Regions from separate parts of the Mus musculus genome. Here all the other regions are linked to region 1. The links are chromatin contacts, called in public Hi-C, HiChIP or PLAC-seq and promoter capture Hi-C maps. All regions are on one chromosome and are shown on one strand. The core of a region is the stretch at or near the end of the contact, and the rest is flanking DNA. Distances in the headings are between cores, read along the strand shown.

The links. Promoter capture Hi-C pulls out the DNA fragments that hold promoters and counts their contacts. A called contact is a pair of places that touch in the nucleus more often than the background predicts. HiChIP or PLAC-seq counts read pairs in DNA pulled down with a chosen protein or histone mark. Capture Hi-C pulls out chosen DNA fragments and counts their contacts.
Region 2: a promoter capture Hi-C map of adipose tissue shows a contact between it and region 1. The contact joins two enhancer-like sites. A contact is called at or near these places in 3 of 39 promoter capture datasets (cranial neural crest, frontonasal cranial neural crest and second pharyngeal arch cranial neural crest), 1 of 484 Hi-C or Micro-C datasets (bone marrow-derived macrophages), 3 of 115 datasets of contacts at active chromatin or transcription factors (VIP interneurons, bone marrow-derived macrophages and stem cell-derived neural progenitor cells) and 1 of 9 other capture datasets (adipose tissue).
Region 3: a promoter capture Hi-C map of hippocampal neurons shows a contact between it and region 1, with 4 times the contacts expected there. The contact joins the promoter of Disc1 here to the enhancer-like site in region 1. A contact is called at or near these places in 3 of 39 promoter capture datasets (embryonic stem cells, hippocampal neurons and stem cell-derived epiblast-like cells), 1 of 484 Hi-C or Micro-C datasets (neural progenitor cells) and 1 of 115 datasets of contacts at active chromatin or transcription factors (embryonic stem cells).
Region 4: an H3K4me3 HiChIP or PLAC-seq map of bone marrow-derived macrophages shows a contact between it and region 1, with 4 times the contacts expected there. The contact joins two enhancer-like sites. A contact is called at or near these places in 1 of 15 datasets of contacts at CTCF or cohesin (the NIH/3T3 cell line), 1 of 484 Hi-C or Micro-C datasets (nephron progenitors) and 5 of 115 datasets of contacts at active chromatin or transcription factors (the 3134 cell line, bone marrow-derived macrophages, embryonic forebrain and 2 more).
Region 5: a contact with region 1 is called in a Hi-C map of forebrain, with 3 times the contacts expected there. The contact joins two enhancer-like sites. A contact is called at or near these places in 6 of 484 Hi-C or Micro-C datasets (CD4 T cells, bone marrow-derived macrophages, cerebellar granule neurons and 3 more) and 3 of 115 datasets of contacts at active chromatin or transcription factors (bone marrow-derived macrophages, embryonic basal ganglia and embryonic stem cells).

Annotation. Positions count from the first base shown.
Region 1 is chr8:125,252,189-125,256,638 of GRCm38.p6, reverse strand. The region is part of intron 12 of Disc1 (disrupted in schizophrenia 1); the gene reads right to left. Among named protein-coding and RNA genes, the nearest start is that of Gm30713, 130 kb to the left of the region's middle. Within about 2 kb of position 2,173, at least 249 of the 459 cell types and tissues checked have an H3K27ac peak or open chromatin away from gene starts, as enhancers often do. A contact at or near this core is called in adipose tissue, bone marrow-derived macrophages, cerebellar granule neurons and 4 more, where this site is marked.
Region 2 is chr8:125,486,296-125,490,745 of GRCm38.p6, reverse strand. The region is part of intron 3 of Sipa1l2 (signal-induced proliferation-associated 1 like 2); the gene reads left to right. Among named protein-coding and RNA genes, the nearest start is that of 4930566D17Rik, 34 kb to the left of the region's middle. Within about 2 kb of position 1,740, at least 10 of the 459 cell types and tissues checked have an H3K27ac peak or open chromatin away from gene starts, as enhancers often do. A contact at or near this core is called in adipose tissue and bone marrow-derived macrophages, where this site is marked.
Region 3 is chr8:125,051,950-125,056,399 of GRCm38.p6, reverse strand. Disc1 (disrupted in schizophrenia 1) reads right to left here and starts at 2,205. Exons shown (of 13, transcript NM_174854.2): 1 at 2,116-2,205. The coding sequence starts at 2,170.
Region 4 is chr8:125,408,946-125,413,395 of GRCm38.p6, reverse strand. No RefSeq gene overlaps it. Among named protein-coding and RNA genes, the nearest start is that of Gm30713, 25 kb to the right of the region's middle. Within about 2 kb of position 2,640, at least 36 of the 459 cell types and tissues checked have an H3K27ac peak or open chromatin away from gene starts, as enhancers often do. A contact at or near this core is called in bone marrow-derived macrophages, where this site is marked.
Region 5 is chr8:125,388,113-125,392,562 of GRCm38.p6, reverse strand. It overlaps Gm30713 (a long non-coding RNA gene), which reads right to left. Exons shown (of 5, transcript XR_879356.2): 5 at 3,721-4,018. Among named protein-coding and RNA genes, the nearest start is that of Gm30713, 4.5 kb to the right of the region's middle. Within about 2 kb of position 2,277, at least 126 of the 459 cell types and tissues checked have an H3K27ac peak or open chromatin away from gene starts, as enhancers often do. A contact at or near this core is called in cerebellar granule neurons, cerebral cortex and forebrain, where this site is marked.

The DNA.
Region 1 (4,450 bases), core at 924-3,423:
TATTTTGTTATTTTGTCTTTTTTTTTTTCCCAGAGCTGAGGACTGAACCCAGGGCCTTGCACTTGCTAGGCAAGCGCTCTACCACTGAGCTAAATCCCCAACCCCTCTTTTTATATTTTGTTATGAGAAAGAATCTCAGAAAGCTGCTAAGGCTAGCCTTGAACCTGAAAACCTCCTGTCTAACTCTCCCAGGTTGTTGGGATTAAAGGCAATGCATGATCCTCTGTAGTCAATGTGGACTACAGCAGAAAACTGACCTGTGTAGGGGGGAGGAGCAGTCAGGAGAAAAGCCCTATCCACACACACCCAGAAAGTAGGCAAGCATAGGGAATCACTTAACAACCTAGGACTCCACTTGGCTTGGGCTGTGCATATAGCTCTCTTCTAGCAATGCTCTCAGCAAAGGACTCTCGCCTACAAGTGATACGCGCATCCATCCCTGTGAATAATGCACTGGATAATCTATTGCCAACCTAGAACCCCCACTTGCCTAGAGCTGCAGGCACCACCCTCTCTGAACAATGAAATCAGTTTCTCATCTCCTTAACAACTATCCCAGTAGGAGGGGCTAGACTGGTTTTAGATGCATGTACAATAAAGCAAACTGTGTCCTCCAAGTGCACCTTCGGGGAGAATCCCCTATTTTCCATTGTAGGCCTATATGTAACCTGGCATATGTTTGACATCAGATGTGTTATGAGAAGAGACGAGAGAGAAGAATATACAACTTAAACTATGTAGTTAAAATAGAGAACCACACAAAGGACATCCTTAGAAACTGAATTCCCACTCTCTATCTCCATGAAAGGAACCCTCAGGGCCTTTGAGTACTGACATTCATGATGTCCACTCTCATTCTTGAACACACATTTTCTGGCCTTTTGGTGAAAAAAAAAAAGCACTCTTGCTACTTGTGCAAACCTGTATCTACTAATTTCGATGCTTTGAGTAAGACACCAAGGACCTACAGACACCTGACCCAGCCCCTTTCCACTGGTGGCAAAGGGACCTGCTACGTGCACAGAGAGACCGTGTCACCAGCCTCATGCTAAGTTCACACTGTGTCCCATGGGCAGCAGAGTCATCTTGCTCTGCACACATTGTCTGCTCCAACTTTTTGTACCCAGACCTTGGCAGAAAGGAGAAGGAAGCACAAGGCTGCCACCCTCGATCAGCTGAGCACAGTGGTGCCTCGGAGAGCAGCCTGCCCAGATCTGCACTCCCCCACTATAAATTACTGAAGGTCTCCACAGATGTCCGTCCTTCCTGCTCTTTGGTTTTAGAAGCAAAAGATCATTTCCAAGGAGACAGGGCAATCGCCCCTCAGCTCTGTTACCTTGGCCTCTTCGGGCTACACACTGGAAAGTGGAACCAGACAGGAGCCCTTTGGGGCTGTGGAGTTTATTCATGAGCCTGGATACATTTAGTCTCTGCATGCCATCAAGACTAGCAAGACGAATCAACTGGGCACCGTGCATTCCCAATGAGCAGAGAGAATAGGCTCCCAAGAGGCTTCTGGACAGGGATGCAAATACCACGTAAATAGAATCAGCCTGGTCCTTGCTCATCCATGACTCAGCAGAGGCTGGCAGAGCTGCCCGGGGCTTTGAGAGATGCCAGGATATGATCCTTTCCTCCTATAGTGAGCTATGGAAGTCAGAGGAAAAAAAAAAAGGAGGGGAAAAACAAGTCCTGCTTAACAATTCACCAAAGCCTAAAAGCTTTCCAATGGAGGCATTCCGGACGTGGAGGAACGGTTACACAGACTCAAGGGGGATTTTGGAATGGAGCTGCTAATTAGAATCCAGAACCTGTGAAATCATCCCTCAGGTTCAGACCACTGCTAATGGATCCCCAGCATGCCTAGAGTGAAGTCACAGCCCCGTCCTCTCCCCAGAGGCACCACGCTCCCCTCCCCACCGCCTGCTCTCCCAGTTAACCGAGCAAGCGGTCACCTCTGGCTGATGGTTTGAGTTGTTCACAATGCCTGTAACTCAGGAAGCCTGCCAGGAGGACAAAGAGGCAGCCTGTTTTCCTCCATCCCCAGATCTGCCAGCCCAGCCTTCCTCTACCACCCAGCAGGCTGCTGTGGCTCTGACACCGACAGACTGTGCAAGAACTCTTCAGAAGGTTTAGAAGCCCCCGCAGTATTGTCCCCAGCCCGCCCCTCTGTGTATGGCTCGCTGGTACACCACCTGCTTTGCTCCTGCAGGCGTGTGGCTTACGATAAGGGGGCTCTAACCCCAGGAAGAATGGGCAGCCACAGCATCCGGGACTCAAGTCCTCCAGAAAGGTGTCCCCCGTGGGTTTACGTCAGCACATTCCAGTGTGGACTTGGATTAAACAGCAATCGTCTGCTACGCATGCGCAGTGGGTCCTGGCAGCCGGCTTAACAGAATCAAGAGAGATGCCACCCTCACTGCGGCTGCTCTTCTATGCTATTAGTTGCGAGCTTTTTCTTTCAGCAGCGCTCAGCATTGTGCCTTTGATCACAAACGAAAACACACACCAGCCAGAGCTTGGCTGGGGGATTCCTGCAGCCTCTTTGGACGCCTTGATAAATTCTAATTTGAAACAACAGCTTTTATTTGTTGTGGAACCCCACGGAGCATTGTGAACACGGCTTCCTGTCTTGGGCCCATTGTAATACGGGAATCCAAGTGCTACTTCAGATTAAAGACACACTCTATGTATTATTCTCGTTCAGTGACACAGAACATGGGCTGGATTTCAGAGGAAAGCTGGGATAAATGTGTGTTTGTGGTGTAGATGTTATCTAAGGAGGGGCTGACTCAGTACCCAACCCAGCACTTTTCTACTCTTAGTGGCATGGTATGGAATGTCCTGGACAGGGTCAAATGCTTGAACAGTTGTTCGCAGTGGTAGTGCTGTTTGGCAGAATTGTGAAACCTTTAAGAGGCAGCTCCTGATTGGTGTAAGCGGGTCATCAAAGATGGGCCCTGTGATGGTTTGTATTTGCTTGGCCCAGGGAGTGGCACTTCTAGGAGGTGTGGCCTTGGAGTGGGTGTGGCACTGTGGGTGTGGCTTTAAGGCCCACTTCCTAGCTGCCTAGAAGTCAGTCAGTCTTCTCTTAAGAGGCCAGCGGATGAAGATGTAGAACTCTCAGCTCCTCCTGTACCATGCCTGCCTGGATGTTGCCATGTTCCTTCCTTGACGATACTGGACTGAACCTCTGAACCTATAAGCCAGCCCCAATTAAATGTTCTTGTAAACATTGCCTTGGCCATGGTATCTGTTCACAGCAGTAAAATCCTAACAAAGACAGGCCCCAAGGGTCCTAATCCTGGTCTAACACCCCCTACCTTTGGCCTGAGATCTCTACTTCTTGAGCCACTAAAGATGCTAGAAGCCACACCACAAATTCTCATCTCCCTGGGTCGCATCATCAGGTGTCATGCCCTCTCACCATGATCTGGATCATGAGCCACACCCCACTCAGCTGTCCCAAAACCTCCCCACCCCAGCAGACCTGGGACAAACCCCACTGTTATGGGAAATATTTAATGAACCTGCCAACTCTCCACACTCCTGCTTCTTTCAACCTGCCAACTCTCTGACCCCGTCGGGCCACATTCCCACTCTAGTACCAGCACTGGTGGACCACAACACTATGTCCCAGCTGGGTCCCACCGCTTTGTCCCACATTCCAATAACCATCCTCAAAATTTGATAACACGATACCCAGTAACCGGTAAAATCAAGACTCTTAAGCTTCTAGTTAACCAATTAGATTTATGTATCAATATTGCACAATTTACAAGATGGCAATAAATAATTTCAGAACTAATTGATAATGATAAAGCTTTAACCCAAATATTCTAACCTTTTGATAACACCAAGTCAGCCTCCATCCTCCTCCTCTCTCCTCCTGAGACCTCTCTGTCTCTGTAACTCTTTGATCTGCCTCCCTTTTCCCTGTCCAGTCACAGGCCTCCCCTGCACTTAATGTAATTGGACAGGGAAAATCCTGTGACAACCCTCCCCACCACAGTGTTTGGCTCTGTGTCATTACCTGGCAATAATCACTGTCCTATTTCATAGACGCCTGTCCCTTAGAAAGTTCAAGTCTGTGTGATCTACTAACACACTACCTCCTTCTCCTGCTTCCTGGACCAATTGCAGATTGCATTCTGCACTTGGAAGAGGCAGGGCACTGTGCAGAACAGGATTTAAAAACAAACAAACAAACCATGGAAATGGCAACAGAAGTCGTTCAAGGAACATCAAGGAACATCCTGCTAAGTTCATAAGCAGGGGGAAGATGTAAAGTTACCATGAGATACACTGACGCCACGATTGGCCGCTCATCAGAACTCTTCTGAATGAGACCAATCTCTGACTGTTCAAAGCTACTTAAATATATATGCATGGAGATGAAGCAAAATGGACCCAATGTTCTAAAAAGTCAGGCTATGAGAAGCAAAGACCA
Region 2 (4,450 bases), core at 491-2,990, 230 kb before region 1:
ATGGATGGATGGATGGATGGATGGATGGGTATTGTAGGGGCCCTCACCCTCCCTGACATTCCTTTTACAGGATGTCAGTAGTCCAAACGTCCAGCTGTGACAGTCTTTTGTAAGCAGGCACCCCTGGTCCTATGAAGACAGCAGCAGTTTGGCTCAGAGAATAGTCCCGCACGACACACTGGGACCCAAATAACGCAGCACTCGAGGGGCAGCTTTGGAGGAGGAAGGACTTGTTCTGACATGGTTGCAGAGAGTCCAGGCCATAGCCAAGTGTCCCTGTGTTCTTGGGGTAGACATGGGATCATGTCGTGCAGAGAATTTTTTCATTTTACAGTGCATAGGGAGGGCTAGACAGACGGTCAGGGATTGGGTATCAGTTGTGGTGACACAACTTCAGTGACCTGCTCTTCCGGCAAAGTTCTACCTTGTAAAGTTTCTAGGGCCCTCCATAGTAGCACCACCAGCTACAGACCCGTTGTTTAGCATGAGCCTGTGGGAGACGTTGAAATCATCCCAGGCTTCAGGCACTGCCGTGGGCCTTTCTGCTTTAGAGCAGCTTCCTCGGTACCCGTCACCTGGACAGCTCTCACCAAGGGCATGCTTCCTCCCCTCTGACATCGAGCTTTATTTAAACTTTACCCCCTTACTAAGTGTCCTGTGGTTACATCCATCCTGTGTTGTCCTCTGTGTCGCTCCTTGCACTGTGTAGCTGGATAACTCTGTGGGTTCCCCACCATTCTCTGCTCTTGCCTCGTTAATTCATAGGCTGGATATGCCCAAGTCCCTGCTGAAAGAATTCTGAGTTGACCAGATGTGTGTGGCTCACATGAGCAGGTACAGAGTTAGGCTTCCTTCTGCCGTTGTTCGGGACATCTTTCATATAGTATAGAATAAATTATTTCCACTTTTCTCTGTCTGACCATCTGTGTGCGACACAGGCTTTGTCACCAGAATGCTCCTTTCCCTGTTCCCAGCTCTCCTGTTTGAGTTCAGTCCTTGTCACAGGAAAGCCCAGAACCTCTGACTGACACCCCCATGTCGTGCCCTCCCTTACGTAGGAACTCTGGAAAGGAAGAAGACAGCTAGTTGCTTTTGGCTTTCGAAAATGACCTCAGCAAAACATGCTTCCTCCCCAAGACTTGTTATAGCTAGAAGCTGGCACATGAAATCAAGTCTGTAAGTGGCTTAGCATCCAGGCTGAGTGCTGGAGAGTTGGGCCTTCAGGAGGAAAGGTTCTCAGGTCCTAGTGTGCAAAAGCTTAACAGCTCCCACTCAAGTGCGTCCATCTCACCTCCAGAGTGTGTATGAGAGGAGCCAAGTTTACTGCCCCTGACTGATGGCACCACTGGACTTGTTAATGGCCTTGGAGTCTGTTGCAGGAAGTGATTTCTAATCTGGCTTTTCTGTCACTTGTGTAGACCTCTCTCCAGTGACCTCTGCCCTCTCTGATTGATGATGGAGACACTGGAGAGCTTTGGAAGCAATGCTCTCAGACTATTTAGGTTGGTAAAGAAATAAGTTAATCAGCTCCCAGAAATAGCTTGTGTGTACACACCCTGGAGTGTATGGTAAGGAGATGTAGCCGTGCTGGCTGGCAGTGCAAGACTCTTGGATTCATTTCTGACTGGGGGCTAGGCCGAGGACCTAGGAAGTAGCTGGAAATCTGAGTTCTAGACTGTCCTGTGAAGCCCACAGAATAAGGAAATGCACCAAAGGCCCTGGTTTCTCACTGGGAGGAAGCCTGGGAAGCCCAGCTGAGGGGGAGTGGCCTCAGAGGAAAGCTGCCAGGCTTCAGTGTAGAGGAGACTCCTGCTTCCTCAGGGCTACTTGAGATATAATTAAGAGCAGGAGTCATTAGGGACCAGACATTGGTGGCTAGAGTCCTGAGGATTCAAGTGTAGAGACAAGCTTAACCCCAGAGCCTCAGGGGTGTGTTTCAGAGAGGATGAGGCCAACAGCTGTGAGCCCTTGCTCTCCCTCCCTCCATGCTCTCCCTCCCTCCATGCTCTCCCTCCCTCCATGCTCTCCCTCCCTCCATGCTCTCCCTCCCTCCATGCTCTCCCTCCCTCCATGCTCTCCCTCCCTCCATGCTCTCCCTCCCTCCATGCTCTCCCTCCCTCCATGCTCTCTCTCCCTCCATGCTCTCCCTCCATGCTTTCCTCCATGCTCTCCCTCTGCCCACTTAGCTTCTTCCCTGCTGCGATGTTGAAATACTCTGACAAATGCAACCTTAGGGAGAAAGAGTCTATTTTAACTCACAGATAAGTAGGATCTATCATGAATGGGAAATCTGGACAGCAGGAGCTTGAAGCAGTCAGGAAACAGAGAGGAATGAGTGAGAGCCAGTATCCAGTATGTCCACTCCATTTTACCCAGCCCAGGAGTGGTCCCACTCACAATTAAGATGGCTCTTCCTATGTCAGTTACTGTAATGAAGACTGTCCCCACAGGTGTGCCCACAGGTCAGTCTTTCAGCTTGTCAGGTTGACAGTGCTTGCTTCAAGCTCCCCTCCCCTCGCTCCTTCCCTGCCTCACTTTTTCTTCCGTCTTTCAGTTTCCCCTTTCCTTTCTCCTTCCCCATCTCCTTCCTATATAAAATGGCATCTGACAGGACACATTTGACTTTCTTCAGCGGTGGAGGCAACTTGGAAGAAGCAGGGGGCAAGAGAGTGGCATGAGGCTCCCTCGTGGTGGCAGTGGCACTGCCCAAACTAAGCTGCTCCAGGGGAGCCTCATATTATCTGGGTTCACGTCTTCATCATCTCCCACAAGCCCCCACCCAGCTCCCTTCTCTCCAGTGCTTGCCTTCCTCTGCAGCACTGAGAATGAAGGATGCTGCAGTCAGAGAGTTTCACACTGGGTTGGAGCTGGAGGTGTTTGTGCAACGCTTGCCTCCCATGCGCAAGATCCTAAGTTCAGCAGCCAGTCTAATAAACAGAAATCCTGCACTATCCACCCCACCTCAACACCACGTTCCTATTTAGTGTCTGGGAACTCAGGAACTACCCCTTTGCCAAGGCTGAAGTGCCCGTCTGTGGAAGTCCGTGCTTAATAACCCAGGGCTGTGAAAGGGCCAGATGGAGAACATTAGTGATTCCTAGCCCACCCAATGCTGTCTTCAAGATGAGCTAAGGATTCAGGGACACCCTGCAAAGGACTTAGAGTAGTGCCTGTCTCACCACATGGGTGTTGTGCATTTCGTGTGTGTGTGTGTGTGTGTGTGTGTGTGTGTGTGTGTGTGTGGTCTTCTCTCCTGAAAGAGGCCATTACCTCTGCCACACCCAGACACAGAATTAAAGGCAGCACTTTGTTTTGATGGTTAAGAGATGAGGAGAGAAGCAGAAGTATGGGTGTATGTCTGGTGAAGCTGCCACCTGGCTCCACACACACTCACCCCCCCCGTGTCACTGATGCTAGCCTGGGGGCTAGGGGAGGGGCGTGTCTTATGAATTCCCTGAACTCTCTGCTGAGTCAGCCATGACTTTCCTTTGAGTTTCATGTCCCTGCCTTTTCTTCCCATTTTATAGAGTCGGTGACTAAAAGGGAGTAGGGCACTGTTAAATTCACGAGGGTGAGCAGAGTGCCATCTAGCAAAAGTACTATTCTAAGACACATGTTCCTCTCTGAGAGGACATTGTTCATGGACTTGGCTTAGCCTCTCTCCGTGGCCCTCATCACTGTTGCAAACAGGTCCATTGAGTCCAGGAACTCGTAATAAGAGGAACTACCCAGATGACCTGGGACTCTGGCACCAAGGGACAATGCCAGGCACTTGCTCTCCTGTGCAGGCAATGAGGCCGTAGAGAGTCAGTGTAAGAACCTGCAAAGGCCTGTTCATACCAGACCCCAGCAGGTCTTAGGTCAGCATGGAGAAACAGGAAGGAGGGTGCTGCTTATCTGTGAGGCTTGCTTGATAGCCAAAGTGGAGACCTCAGGCGTATTCTGCTCTGGTACAGTAAGATGGATCTTGCGCCCGCCAGACTGACCAGCAGTAACGCTGCAACAGGATCCTTCTGCACACGTTTATTGGGAGAGCTTGATTGCAGAGGCGAAGAGACCCGGAGCCCAGAACTGGTGCTGCTTATATAGGCCTAGGAGAGGCGTGTCTCACACCCGGATTGGTTATGCATTACGCCTCATTTGCATGTTCCTCATCTGATTGGCTACTCTCTCTCTCTGTACCTCACAGAGCCTCATTATCATGCCCGGGCCAGGCAGTGTCTTTGCAAAAAACTTTACTGCATATGTACACATTGGTTGTTTGTCCAAACTTATGCGTGGTGGCCAGCAGTAGTCAGTGCCACTCTGCAATGGCACATGTGGCTTCCCACAGATGGAAGTGAAGGTTACCATCATGGTAGGTCCCACAGGTTCTGGAATCCTAATAAAGCCCACTGTGCATCTATCTGCTCAGCTCCAAGCTCCATTCGCTCGCCCATCTCAGAATGTA
Region 3 (4,450 bases), core at 956-3,455, 200 kb after region 1:
AGATAGATAGATACATAGACAGATACATAGATAGATAGATAGATAGATGATTGATAGATAGGTAGGTAGATAATTGATAGAAGATAGACAGACAGATTGATGGATAAATGATAGATAGGTAATAGATGATTGATAGATGCTGAAGATAGATGATAGAGACAGAAGATATACAGATAGATGATTGATAGATAGAAGATAGATAGATAGATAGATAGATAGATGATAGATAGATAGATAGATAGATAGATAGATAGATAGATAGATAGATAGATAGATAGATAGATGAAGATAGGTATAAACGGCAGAAACAGAAGACCAGGTATTACCTTTGACCAGGCAAAGGTCCACGCTCAGCCTGGGCTCCACCTGACACCTTCCCTTCAGCCTGTAATTGGAGACACCTGCATCTGACTTTGAGCCCCAGTCCCTGTTTAACCACCAGGGCCACAGGCAGGTGACTCCAACCCTTGCCACATCCAAGGGAAGATGAGGATGGTAGCACCAGCCCCTCACCGGTGTGAGGGGGACCTCATCAAAGGGCAGGACCAAGTGCCTGGCCCATGCACTCTCTGCAAAGTGGCACCTGTCGCCTGTAGGCTGTCACCTGCCCCAGTTCCAGATGTTCTGCTCTCCATCCCAGGGCAGCACTCTCAGGGCTAAGGTAATAATTACAGCCCAGGTGCTTTCTCTTTCTTATAAACAGAAGAGAAAGCCCGAGACTTGGAGAGACAGCTCAGAAAGCAGGTTTCTCATCCAGGGCTCTATTTGCTGTGGGCAGAATCCTGGCTAAACCTCAACGGTCTCCATGTCAGGTGCCAAATGTCTTTTCAAATACCCTGTAACTCAGACACTAACATGTCACACTGGCATTCCTGTATTGCCCACGATTATTTAGGTCTTGCATGGTCAAAATAATACTTAAGGACCCGTGCGTAGTGGAGCACACCTGTAATCCCAGCACTTGGGAGGCAAAGGCTAGCAAATTGGAGGCCAGCCTGGGCTAGGCAGCAGATTTAAGGCTAGCCTGGGCAACTAAGAGATTTTTGAGAATTTGCTTTGTATCGCAGAGATTTGGCCAGGGGTTTCATGTCCTCCTACCACATTAAACCCCTTTTAAAATCTACCACGTAGGCAGGAAAATCAGCTCCATTTTACAAATTGAAAAACTAAGGCATTCCCGAGTCCAGGATGCGGGTGCAGAAGACTCTTACCCTACACCCACCTACCAACCCTGTATTTTCCAACTCCCAATTGCAAAAATGTCTTCATAGAAGCCAGTTAAGGAGGTAGGGAAGCTAGTGATTAGTGCTCCTTTCACAGATGGGTAAACTGAGGCTCCAAGAGCCAAAAGAAGCTCCTAAGTCCTTTGCCTTCTCTCCTTGGCACAGCACACGCCCAAACTGCAAAGCCCAGTCTGGAGCAGATCTCCGTGCTTGTTTTATTTTTCATTGTTCTGATTTGATTTTGGTTTTTGAGATAGAGTCTCACTATTGTAGCCCAGATTGTATTAGAAAGTCTCCACAGTCTTCCTGTCTCTCGAGTGCTAGGAAAAGAGGCGTGTGCCATCACGTTCTTTTCTTGGGGTTTCTGACAGTGAGTTGCTGAGGTTGAAAAGCGGCCACCCACTTAACTCGATGTCATCACCGGGGTTGGTACGTGGCCCAAGCTGACAGAGGAAATGGAGCGGGTCCCCTCAGCCTGCGCTGCCCTGCGCGTCACAGTCCACACTCGGAAGTGGGCGGCGAGCAGCCCCACGGGAGGTGCGGGCTGCAGTTCCCACACCTCTCTCAACCTCGCCCCGCGTCCCCGCAGCGTCTGCGCCGGCCACCCGAGGGAGTCCTGGGATCGAGCTGCACTTGGGCGCTGCGGAAACCTTCGCGGCCACCGGGACCTCGCAAGGAAGGAGTGCGGGCGCGCCCTTCGCCGACTGCGCCTCAGGGCGGCCGGACTCTCGGGACGGGGACGCGCTTGGACGGGAGCTGCAGTGGGAGCTGGGGACACGACCGCCCGCACCCTGCACTCCCCGCTCACTGCCTCGATTTCCCTCCCCTGCATCAGGGTGCGCCCGGATCTCGGCAGGCCTCGTTCGCCCTCCTCCAGAACCCCGGGCCCTACCTGCGCCGTGGCTCGGACTGTGGATCGGAGCGCCCCGGGGACCCCCGCCCTGCATCGTGCGGCCGGCTGCGCCCCGGACGGCGGTGACTGTGGTGGTGATGGTGGTAGCGGCGGCCGCGGAGGCGGCGGGAAACGGGCAGGGGGCCGAGCCGAGGGCTGGCTTCTTCCTCCTGCCCAGGACCGCCGCTTCCTCTCCAGCCTCGGCCCCTCGCTAGCGCGCGCGCGCCGCCCCTCGCGGCTCCCAGACCGCAGCGCAGAAAGTTTTGCTTTTCACTTGGAGGAAACCAAGGAGGGGAAGTGTGATGGGGCAGTGTGGCCAGGGACCGAAAGACTGGGCGCTTCCCAGACCCTGGGAGTAAAAGGCGGGGTGGTCAAGAGAGGGACTTCTTCCTACCAAGTCGCGGTGAAGCCGAAGGAAAGTGACAGATGACAGGTCGGGGGGGGTGGGAGCAGCTGTTAAAAATGACTTGAGAATCGAATCTCTGGCAGCACGGGGCTGGCCAGGAGCACGGCACAAGCCTTGGCTTGTGCCAAGCTCCTGGCAGCTGGCTCACCTCCCCCATCCCTTCCCTTTGGCTGCTTCAGCAAAGCACCTGCTACAGGACAGTGGGTACAGGAAGTGCCAGTCAGGGGTTAGGCCCGTCATAACCTCGCCTCTGGACCCCGAGGCAAAAATAAACCTACAAAACTGAACTGCATGGAGTCAGCCGGAGACCTGACTGTGGGTGGAGCATGGGGCAGTGGGAAGAAGCCTGGGAGAGTGCGTGCTGGAAGGGAGGAGCCTGTGGCCCTAGAAAAAAGACCAGGTGCTGGAAAGGTGGGCCAGAGCAGTTGCCTCTTACCAGGAACCTTCGGGTAAGCACGGGCGGATGCGGCTGAAGTTGATAAAGACATGAGCAGAGTCAGGATTTAGTGCAGTGGGTAGGGTAACAGGGTTGAAAAAGGCACTGTGTTGGTATCCTAGTTTGCTTTACCTGTCAGTGTGACATAGCCTAGGGTCCTGTGAGCAGAGAGCTTTAGTCCATGATTACCTAGATCAGATTGGCCCGTATCGCGTCTGTAAGAAAGGTCTGGACAGTTAACTGGCCTTCGAAGGCCCAGCCCACTGTGGGCGGCACCATTACCTAGGTTTCGAACTATCCAAGAAAGCTAAGTGAGCTGAAGCCCATCTACGAGCCAGCTGGCAAACAGCGTCCTCTGTGGTTCCTGCTATACCTGATTGGCAGTGAAGTGAGCTCTCCATTGGAGGTTAATGCTGTGTGCTATAGCAAGCAGGCCTGCCTTAGGTTCCTGCCTTGACTCCCCTCAGTGATGGCCTGCGATCGATCTGAAGTGGTCAGCTAAAACGAATGGAACGCCTCTCCTCCTCAGGAGGCACTCCGTAGTAAATACAGTTGAATTGGCCAGCCTGCCATAAACACTCTCAGGTCTACCTGACTCACTCCCGAGGATAACTAGGCATACCTCTGAATATATAACATAAACTGTCTTAAAACAGGGGCTGGAAAGCTGGCCCAACAGTTCAGAGCACATAGCATTCTTGCAGAGGATCAGAGTTCAGTTTCACAGCATCTATCCTGAGTAGCTCACTGCTACCTGCAATTGCAGCTCCAGAGGACTAATCAGGCACCCTCTTCTAGCTATCCCTGTCACCATCACGCAGACAGACAGACAGACAGACAGACAGACACATACACAAAATGAAAATGAATGTTTTAAAACTTACAAAATTATCAGAATCAGATTAAAAAAAAACCTCAGTTGCCACTTTGTTCATGAGCACCTGTACACATGCGTGCTCACAGATGCACACACATAAAAGTGAAGATAGTTTCATCTCCTGGGAGCGCTCACCAGGAGGTGACCTCAGAGAGGATGGCATGTTCTGAGGATAGCAGCCAGCCTCTTTCTCCAGCTGCCCTGTTGTTACCCCCATGGGTTCGTGAGCATGGTGGCCAGGGCAGGTAGGGATGGATGTGGCAGTGAGCTCGGCAGAGTAGATCTTTATTCACCCAAGCCCACCCAGCCACAGTAGCCACCATGCCTGGCAGGAAAGACCAACACAGAGTCTAGGACACAGCACTGCCCCCTGGTGGTCAGCCAGCTTCTTAGTGCTTGCTTCCTCACATTAAGCACTTCCATCAGCCAAGGGGCAGCTCTATGACCTTATATGTTCTCTCATAGGGCATTCATGCCAAATCCCATGGCCCTTGGTTCATGCCTTGTAATCCCAGCACTTGGGAGATTTACTGCCACAAGTTCAAAGCCAGCCTGGACTACATTTATTTGTGTGTTTTATGAATACCTGAGTCCCTGCAGAGACCCCTGTCCACTG
Region 4 (4,450 bases), core at 1,391-3,890, 160 kb before region 1:
ACAGGAAGAGCAACAGGGAAGAGAAGCCTCTCTGAAGAGTGATTAACTTAGTAATTAGTGAATCGATGCAGCGAGGGGGAGGAATGGTTCTGCAACGTTTGCTCTGGGCCCTAAACTTTAACATTTAACTCTGCGGCATCTGGTAGGATGAGTTGTGGAGTGAGATCAGCCGCAGAAGCAGCAGGGAGGGGATTAGAGACACAGAGCTTCCGGGAGAAGGAGAGGGACCACACTTCAAAGGAGACCAGCTACTGTGAGAAGTCGCTGGTGCTCATGGGGCAGGAGGAACAAGTCCTCACTTGGGTAAAACCAGATGTAGACAGAAGGGAGAGATGAAGCATTTGGGAGAGCAGATTAACAGCATGGCCTTTGGAAAGGCAGTCCTCAAAGGGAGGAAGGGCTAGTGAACAGAAAGGGCCCTGGAGGCTTGCATTCTGACTAAAATGTCTGCACTTAGAATTTGATTAACCTGTGTATGTTAGGACAAGTGAGACCCTGTAAGTCAAAATTTAGGTGTATGTTTGTACGTGTGCACGTGTGTGTGTGTGTGTGTGTGTGTGTGTGTGTGTGTGCCAGAAGTCCTCAATGGTGGCTGTCTTCCTCACTTGTTCTCTACATCATCATCATCACCACCACCACCACCACCATCATCACCATCATCATTTTGAGATAGGCTCTTCCTGAATCTGAAGCTCGCCAGTTTGACCAGACTGTCTGCTGTCAGCTCCAGGGATTCTCTTTTCTCCAGTTTTCTAATGCTAGGATTTCAGATGGCTGCCACTGTTGTGGGGTATCCCACCAGAGAAGACTCCTGGGATGTGGGTTCAAGCCAGTAGAAAGTCACTCTGAGCCAGGCAGCGACTACACTATGTTAGGGATCCCAGTGAGACTATCTCAGGGTGAGGGTTTAAGCACAAAACTCATATTCTGGGTTGGCACACTTCAGATAACAAGAACAGTTAGCCAGAAGTGGAATTATAGAGGCCAAAAGAAAAAGTTATATTTAGAGACTTTCCCAGAACTGTGGGCTTTGATGGATTAGGTCTTTGTTTTCATTTTGGCAGGTGGTGCTGTCTACATGCTGTGTTTTATGTCCTGAATGGTCCATCATGGAGTCAGTTGTGCTAAGGCCTGGGAGTCTACTAAGGTCTAGGACTCTATTACAGCCACTATTTCTGGTGTGTGTGTGTGTGTGTGTGTGTGTGTGTAAGGGCAGGGGTGCTGAGAGTAAAACCAGGTCCCCATACTTCCAGGGTACCCTTAATTCCAGGCTGATCCCCACCCTGATCCAGGATCTTAGGAACATTGAATTCCTGAGAAATTACAGCACAGGTGAAGAACAATTGTGTCATGATTCCCCATGGCCATGTCATCATTTCAGAGATGCTGGGGCCACCACCCCCATCCTGTTTGATCCTGAGAGGGAAGCATGGCTCAGCCCTGAACACAGCTGACAGCCAGCAAGGAGGCAGGTGGGGTCTGTGCTATGGGTGGACATTGGGTCAGAGCCATCCTACCTACAACCTCTTGGAACTTCCTGCACTTGAACATCTACTGGTACAAACAGCTGGTGTCTCATGCAGAGTAATAAGACACCAATTAACTGTGTGTCCCTGCAGAACCTCTGGGCTCCTGTGAGTCCTTGCTCATGTGTGAGTCCTGGGAGGTGTCCACAGGAGCCTTGAGTGCCAAGAACATGGGAGGATTAAATGCGTACTTCATTTGGGCAGGGCCACATTGGCCAGAAGGGAACGTAGACTGCTCCTGTGTCCCTGGCTACTCATTCTATTGTTGGCCCTTGAGCTTGACCACTCGTGGCTTCCCTTTGCTGGCCTTTGCCTGGCTGAGGTGAATTTGGAGTTAGAGCCTCAACAGAAGAAGTCTGAGGAAGATCATGTGACCATCAGCCCAACTCTTTGCCTTTTGCAAGGTGGGTGGCCTCTCTGAGGAGCAGAGTGACCACAGCTGGGTGCCTTAAGGCATGAAGCTCTCAATTCAAAGTTAGCACGAGGAGTACATTTGCTTTCTCAGCAGACCTGGATAAAGTTCTGCTGTGTGGATTCTTTGTCTTGTAGAAAGACATCTCTGGGAAGAGAGTTCTCGATCAGTACTTAAGCTCTGAGGAAGCTGAGTTCCATACTCCTGGTCTCTAACGGGCCCAGACCCCCACACCATAGCTCCCGCTTTCTATCTTTCTCAGCTCACCGCTGACTCCATTTCAGTAGGGGATGAACCCTTCCTATGGTGTAGACACTGTTCCCTGAGCTGGGGCACCATGCAACGGGTCTCTCAGGAGGTAGCAGCATGGAAGGACCACCTTATCAAGGGAGGGACCAGGCTACAGCAGGGAGTATGCAGGGCCATAGAACTAGGTCCAGCCTACTGCTTCTCTGCTCTCCCTGGCTCCTACTTCCTGCTCCATGGCTGAGAAGCAGAAGAATCAGGGCCACTGCCAGGAAGAGCCGCCTGAGAGCCAGGGTTCGTGAGAACAGAACTCCATATTAACTGTGTAAACACACTTGGATCTCGTGCCCCAGACCACAGGGACTGTGCATTGATGTTTCTCTTTTAAAACCAGCAAGGCCCATGTTTGCATAGTGGTGCTCGGGCACATGGCAGGGCAGATGGCTGTGAGTCATTGTCGTGGGGATGGTGAGTGGCCTCAGCAGCCACCAGCACCCTTGGGACCAGACTGTTCCTTTAAGCTAGTGTATTAGTTATTTTCTTGTCAGGATGACCAAACTCCTTACAGGAAGTAACTTAAGGGAAGAAAGGCTTATTTTCAGATCAAGGATTCAGAGAGTTATCTGGTCATCCATTTTGGAGGGAATGGCACCGTAGAAGCCGGATGCAGCAGGTCACCCTGTGTCTGGGGTCCGGAAACATGACAGACAGGAGCAAAGCTGAACTCTCAGACCAAAATGCTTCATTCTCCCACAGAGTTCTATAACCGTCCCCAAACAGAACACTGTCTAGAGACCAAGTGTACTGGCTGGTTTTGTGTGTCAACTTGACACAAGCTGGAGTTATCACAGATAAAGGAGCCTCCCTCGAGGAAATGCCTCCATGAGATCCAGCTGTAAGGCATTTTCTCAATTAGTGATCAAGGGGGGAGGGCCCAGCCCGTTGTGGGTGGTGCCATCCCTGAGCTGGTGGTCCTGGGTTCTATAAGAAAGCAAGCTGAGCAAGCCAGGAGAAGCAAGCCAGTAAGTAACATCCCTCCATGGCCTCTGCATCAGCTCCTGCTCCCTGACCTGCTTGGGTTCTAGTCCTGACTTCTTTTGGTGATGAACAGCAATGTAGAAGTGTAAGCCGAATAAACCCTTTCCTCCCCAACTTGCTTCTTGGCCTTGATGTTTGTGCGGGAATAGAATCCCTGACTAAGACACCAAGTGTTCCAACATACAAACCTGAGGCACACTTAAACCAAACTGAGTGCCTGGCCCAGCACTCCTGGGCAGTTGGGACCTGCAGCCTCTGCTCTGCCTTAGTGACACAGGGCCAGGTGGAAGGATGGCAGACTATGTGGCCTGTTCTCCCTCTGCTCCTAGAAAGTCAGGGCTGGATGACCTGCTGGCTCAGCCTAGACAGAGCAACAGTCACTTCACCTCCAGCATGCTCCTATCGTTCAATGCATTTAACCCCATAAAGAGCTGCTATGGCTGACCATCTGTGAGGAGTCCTTAGTAACAGGTGCTGGCTGGCGGTCAGGTGATCACTGAATTAGTTCCTTAATGCAGACAAACTTGAGAGAAAGAGAAAGTAACAGCTTTATCCCTCAGGACCGGAAAGAGCTTGGGTATTTTATACCCTTAGCCTTTCCGCATTAGATCTTTTAGATACCTGCCTCTCTATCTTCCCCACAATGTCTTCTGGGATCAGGAAGCTACCACAGGGAACCATGTTTCTTGTCTACCTGCCCCTCCCCCAGCTCCCCTTCACCTTGATGGCTCCCCCTGTGTATGCCAGCATCCTGCTTCTGGGTCAACACAGCTGCTCTCATTCATAGTGAGCAGACCCAGGGACATTCCTGCCCACAGGGCCAGTCAGCAGTCTCTGAGAAGTCATTTGAATTCCCAGACCCTGACTCCTCCCATGCCTGCTCCACCTCTGAAAGCTCAACCTTGTCTTCCAAAGAACTTCCTACCTGCTTCAAAATGGCTCACCAAACTTCCCAGGGTGGCCTGACATCTTCATCATCTCCAGGAAAAGAAGGAGGGAGGGAGGGAGAAAGGGAGGGGGGGTGAGGGAGGAAGAGAGAGAAGGAGGGAGAGGTCAGAACAAGAGACAGACTCAGGACCTGTGTGCTGGTCCCTATTTCAGCAGCAAGGCCAGAGGGACACTGAGACTCTAGGAAATGATTTGACCTCCTCCCCCACCACAACCACAATGTGCACAGATTTCTTCCGAGACCCCCACCTCCACCCCACATCAAGCTCTGTGATGAGAG
Region 5 (4,450 bases), core at 1,028-3,527, 140 kb before region 1:
CACAATTGATCACTAATTGAGAAAATGCCTTACAGTTGTATCTCATGGAGGCATTTCCTCAACTGAAGCTCCTTTCTCTGTGATAACACCAGCTGTGTCAAGTTGACACAAAACTAGCCAGTACAGAGCCTTTTTTTTGGAAGTGGTCCCTGAGGGCAGATCTTGGAATTTACAGCCCAGCCCTGCTTCCTGCCCCTCTCTGCTTCCTCCAACCAAAGCCACAAGCTGTTCTTGCCACAGAACCTTCCCTACCAAGCAAGACTGTTTTCCCTTTAACCAAAATGAATATATCTTCCCTCAAGCTGCTTTATCCAGATCTTATGACAAAGATGAGAAAAGCAGCCAACCCATGGGTGAAAGTGTCCAGGCTGATGCTCAGAGGAGTCCAGGCCCTACCTAAAGGAATGGAATTTCAGTGTGCAATGCAGGAAGTGAGCTCATCTCCCTGAAACCAACATTAAAGCCATGAGCTTCTTCCCCAGCCCTGTAGCAAGCAACCCCCGAGGTCTCTACCCTATACTTGCGAAGTGTTAATTTCCTGGTAGCTAATGTCCTTGGAAGGGCACCCTGCAGAGGTCACAGACCACAGCAGTGGCTGCCTCAGTCCAAGGTCTCCTCCTGATGAGGATCTTCGTCTGTAGTCAAGTCCACCAAGAAGCCAAACGTCTTCCCACCTGAGTAAAAACCTCTCATCGCCTCTGATTGTTATTCAGAGTGGTGTCTCTGCCCACATTCCAAATGACCTTCAGAGTAGGGATTTGTTTCTGGCTCTTTCTTGGGGGTCGGTCCACTAAACCGCTGCTGAGGGCAGCTCAGATGGGTAAGAGTTCTTAAAGGCACAGGTGCAAAAGTGCAGGGACCCATGCCAAAGGTCCTGGTATCATTGCCACCCAGACTTCATGTCCATTATGCCCTCTGTAGGTTACAAAGCCCTGAACAGAGCAGCCCTCCACCCTCTAGAACCATTTCCTAGCTTTCAGGATGTAGTCTCTCTCTGCTAGGTACGTCTTGCAGGGAATTTAATTGGATGAGAGCTGGCCACCTGATCAAGAACGAGCCAATCAGATGTTTCCCCTGAGAAGTAAGCTGAAGAAAGCTGTGTACCCACCAAGAATAAGTGGGGAAGTTGGGGGTTGTCCTTTGACTTGAGTTTTAAGAGCTGACTTGCGGAGGAAGTTAATCTTCACAGAAAGAGACGGAAGCCTCAAACAGAGAGGTAAGAGATCGGAAGGGACCACGGACGACATGTAAGACCCTGCATGCAGGGGCCCTTGCGACAACCCAGCTACATTTATTTCTCCCAAGCTCATTGCTCCCTCCTACAACTAAGACACTGCTCCCCCATTCTGCCTAAGGACAGAAACCTTGCTGTTTTAAGCAAAAGGAAATGACAGTTTCACCCATCTCCTCTTGTGCTAATCCAAAAATCTTGATGGATACATGCCGCTGCTTTCATTTTGTAAATAATTAAAAACAAAAACAAATAAAACAAACAAAAATCCCCAAGGTCCAGAAATGTTTATGAAACCTCTTCTGAACTCATACAGCTTTGCTGTTTCAGGCTAAGGTGGAAATGAGATTCCATAATCCCAGACTCATCAACAGCAGTCTGCCCTGCTGTGTCCTCAAAAGCACAACCCGACAGCCAGGCAGAGTTGGCTGGAACAGAATGCCTTTGAGAATAGTGCAATTAAAAAAAAAAATCCCTTCACGTGTGCATCCCTGTCAGCCCTGTTTCCAAAATGTTCTCTCTAGCCCCCACTGCTTAGACCTTAATTCGTCAGCTCAGCTGCAGATGGTGTCATCCACTGGGGTCCTGCTAGTTATTAACTAGCATCAGCATCCTCACTGGGGACGGGCTCCAGCTGATGTCATCCATCCATCCAGTGCTGCTTCCTACCCCCGCCCTCCCCGCCCCACCCCAGGCAGCATCTTCTGCCAGACACCAAAGATGCAGGCTTCTCGTGTGCCTAGATGGAGCCAGAAGGCCTTGGTACTGTATCCCAGGGGAAGGATGCTATAGGGATTTGCCAACAAAGGACTAAATCTACCTGGGAATGGCTCTCTTTCTTGAGCCTGCATCAGGCCCTACTATGCTGAGAACAGCAGTGGTAGCATCCTTGGTGACAGTCACAGAGCAGCCTCACAGTAATTAAAGAGAAGCACTGGGGACAGGTGGCAATGCCTGACTCCGCAGACGAGGCCGTTAGAAGGAGCTTGGCTGTTCCCAAGTATTCTCTCCCTTTCGTCCTGCATTCTCTCTGGGGATCTGGCTCCGGGCCCAGGCAGGGACTGGCAGCCTTGCTATTTTGGGCCCTTCCTGGCCAGCAATTAGTACTGGGATGGCTGAGCCCAGGAAGAGGAAAATCCGGATTTTTATATGAATGTTTCCTTTTTACTGAACTCTGTGTGGAAAAAAGCAAGAATTAATTAGGACTATTCAAACAGGGATGATTTTGTTAAAAGGAAGTAAACAGGGGCCAGCAAGATGGCAGGAAAAGGCACCCGCCTGCCACCAAGTCCGATGACCTGAGTTCACGCCTTAGACCCAGATGGTAGAAGGAGAGAACTGACTCTCACAAGTTGTCCTCTGACCTCTACACATGCTGTGGCATATGTCTGACCACACATGCGCGCACACATGCATACACACAAACACTACTATTTTTTTAAATGGAAGTAAACAGGAATCGCTGTGTGATGTGTATCTTCTGTCTTCCACCAGCCCCTGGTCCTCCTAGAACACCCCCACACCATCCTTACTGATAGCCACATATCAGCCACACACAACGAGAGGCAGCCCCTGAGTGACATGGGGCCATATACTTCAGCTCTGTGAGATCTTAAGCTAGCAGAAATAACAGTGGTAGAAATTACATCCCTCCCTTAAAAATGGGTTGCAGGGATAGACAGGTCTATAACCAGAGAGCTTGTGTCATGTGACTGAGACCCATTGGGTCCACTGCCTCTAAACCATGTGCCCAGATCCACAACACGACAGCTCTCCTTGTTTTGAACACAACCTCAAATGTTTCTGTAGTCATATGGTTGAGTGCGTCTGGACAACTGGCTACTGTCCATAAAGAGCCAGCTTTTTATCCTCCAGCTTTATCCAAAAGGGGTGGAGAGTCGGTGCCAGAACACAGCCTCAGCTGACAGTCTCTATATCTGGCAGGAAGCCTGAGTTAGGACTATCATTCACACTCGCACTTGAAGCGAGGAGGTCAGTCACAATGCAGATGACATACAAGAAGCTTGACAAGGAATGTCAGAGTCATTCTGAACCAAGTGCAGAAAGGCCAGGCAGGGGCCAGAGCGTCCTCCAAGATTCCCCACAGGGCTCTTCCTGTGGAACGCTGCTCTGTCTCTGAGGATCAGACACACTCTTGATACCTCGTGTTTCATTAATTTTCCTGAAGGAAACAAACATGTCTCCCCAAGATAGTGTGGAAACAGAGCAAAGGAGTGATACCTGCAGAGTCCACCGTGGTGAACCCATGGCTTATTGAACTCACTTATAGGAGAACGAGTAAGCCCCAAACCGCAGCAGTGTAGGAGTCTCTCTGGCATGAATAACGACTTCCTCATAGCTGCATGGATGGCATCCCTCCCCGATTCTCAGTTACCCTCCCTCACTCTGTAACCTCCAGCACCTCCCAAGACCTCGGGCAGCCAGGCTGGAATGACACACAGCTAGGAAAGAACACAGGAGGGACTGGATGAAATCTCAACTAAGGGTTTAATAACCCTCCCCGGCCCCTCCTTCAATGAGAAAAAGGTCAGCAGGTCAAATCTTGAGGGTCTCTTGAGAGTAGTCACAGCTGCCCTGATGAAGGTGGTAATGGCTGCCACAATAGGGAGACAACATTCCACAGCCTGTCTTCAAACATCCTTAGAAAAATGGTGGCACGTGCCTGTTGCACGTGCCTGTCCTCTCGGTAGCTCATGTGATCATCATTCAAATCATAGATGCACTCAGCTGTGACACAGGAGACAAGAGTGGAAGGCAGCCAGGAGGCTAGAGGAGAAACGGTAGCAGAGAGGCAGGTTGGGCTCTGGCTCTACGGTGCCATGTGTTTCACATGTACATAAACCAGACTCTGCTAGTATATTCCATGGGTTTTCCTGAGGCTGGGCTTCAATGGTGCACTGGCTGGTTTTGTGTGTCAACTTGACACAAGCTGGAGTTATCGAAGAGAAAGGAGCCTCCCTTGAGGAAATGCCTCCATGAGATCCAGCTGTAAGGCATTTTCTCAGTGATCAAGGGTGGGAGAGCCCAGCCCATTGTGGGTGGTGCTATCCCTGGGCTGGTAGTCCTGGGTTCTATAAGAAAGCAAGCTGAGCAAGTCAGGGGAAGCAAGCCAGTTAAGTAAAATCCCTCCATGGCCTCTGCATCAGCTCTTGTTTTCTGACTTGCTTGAGTTCCAGTCCTGACTTCCTTTAGTGATGA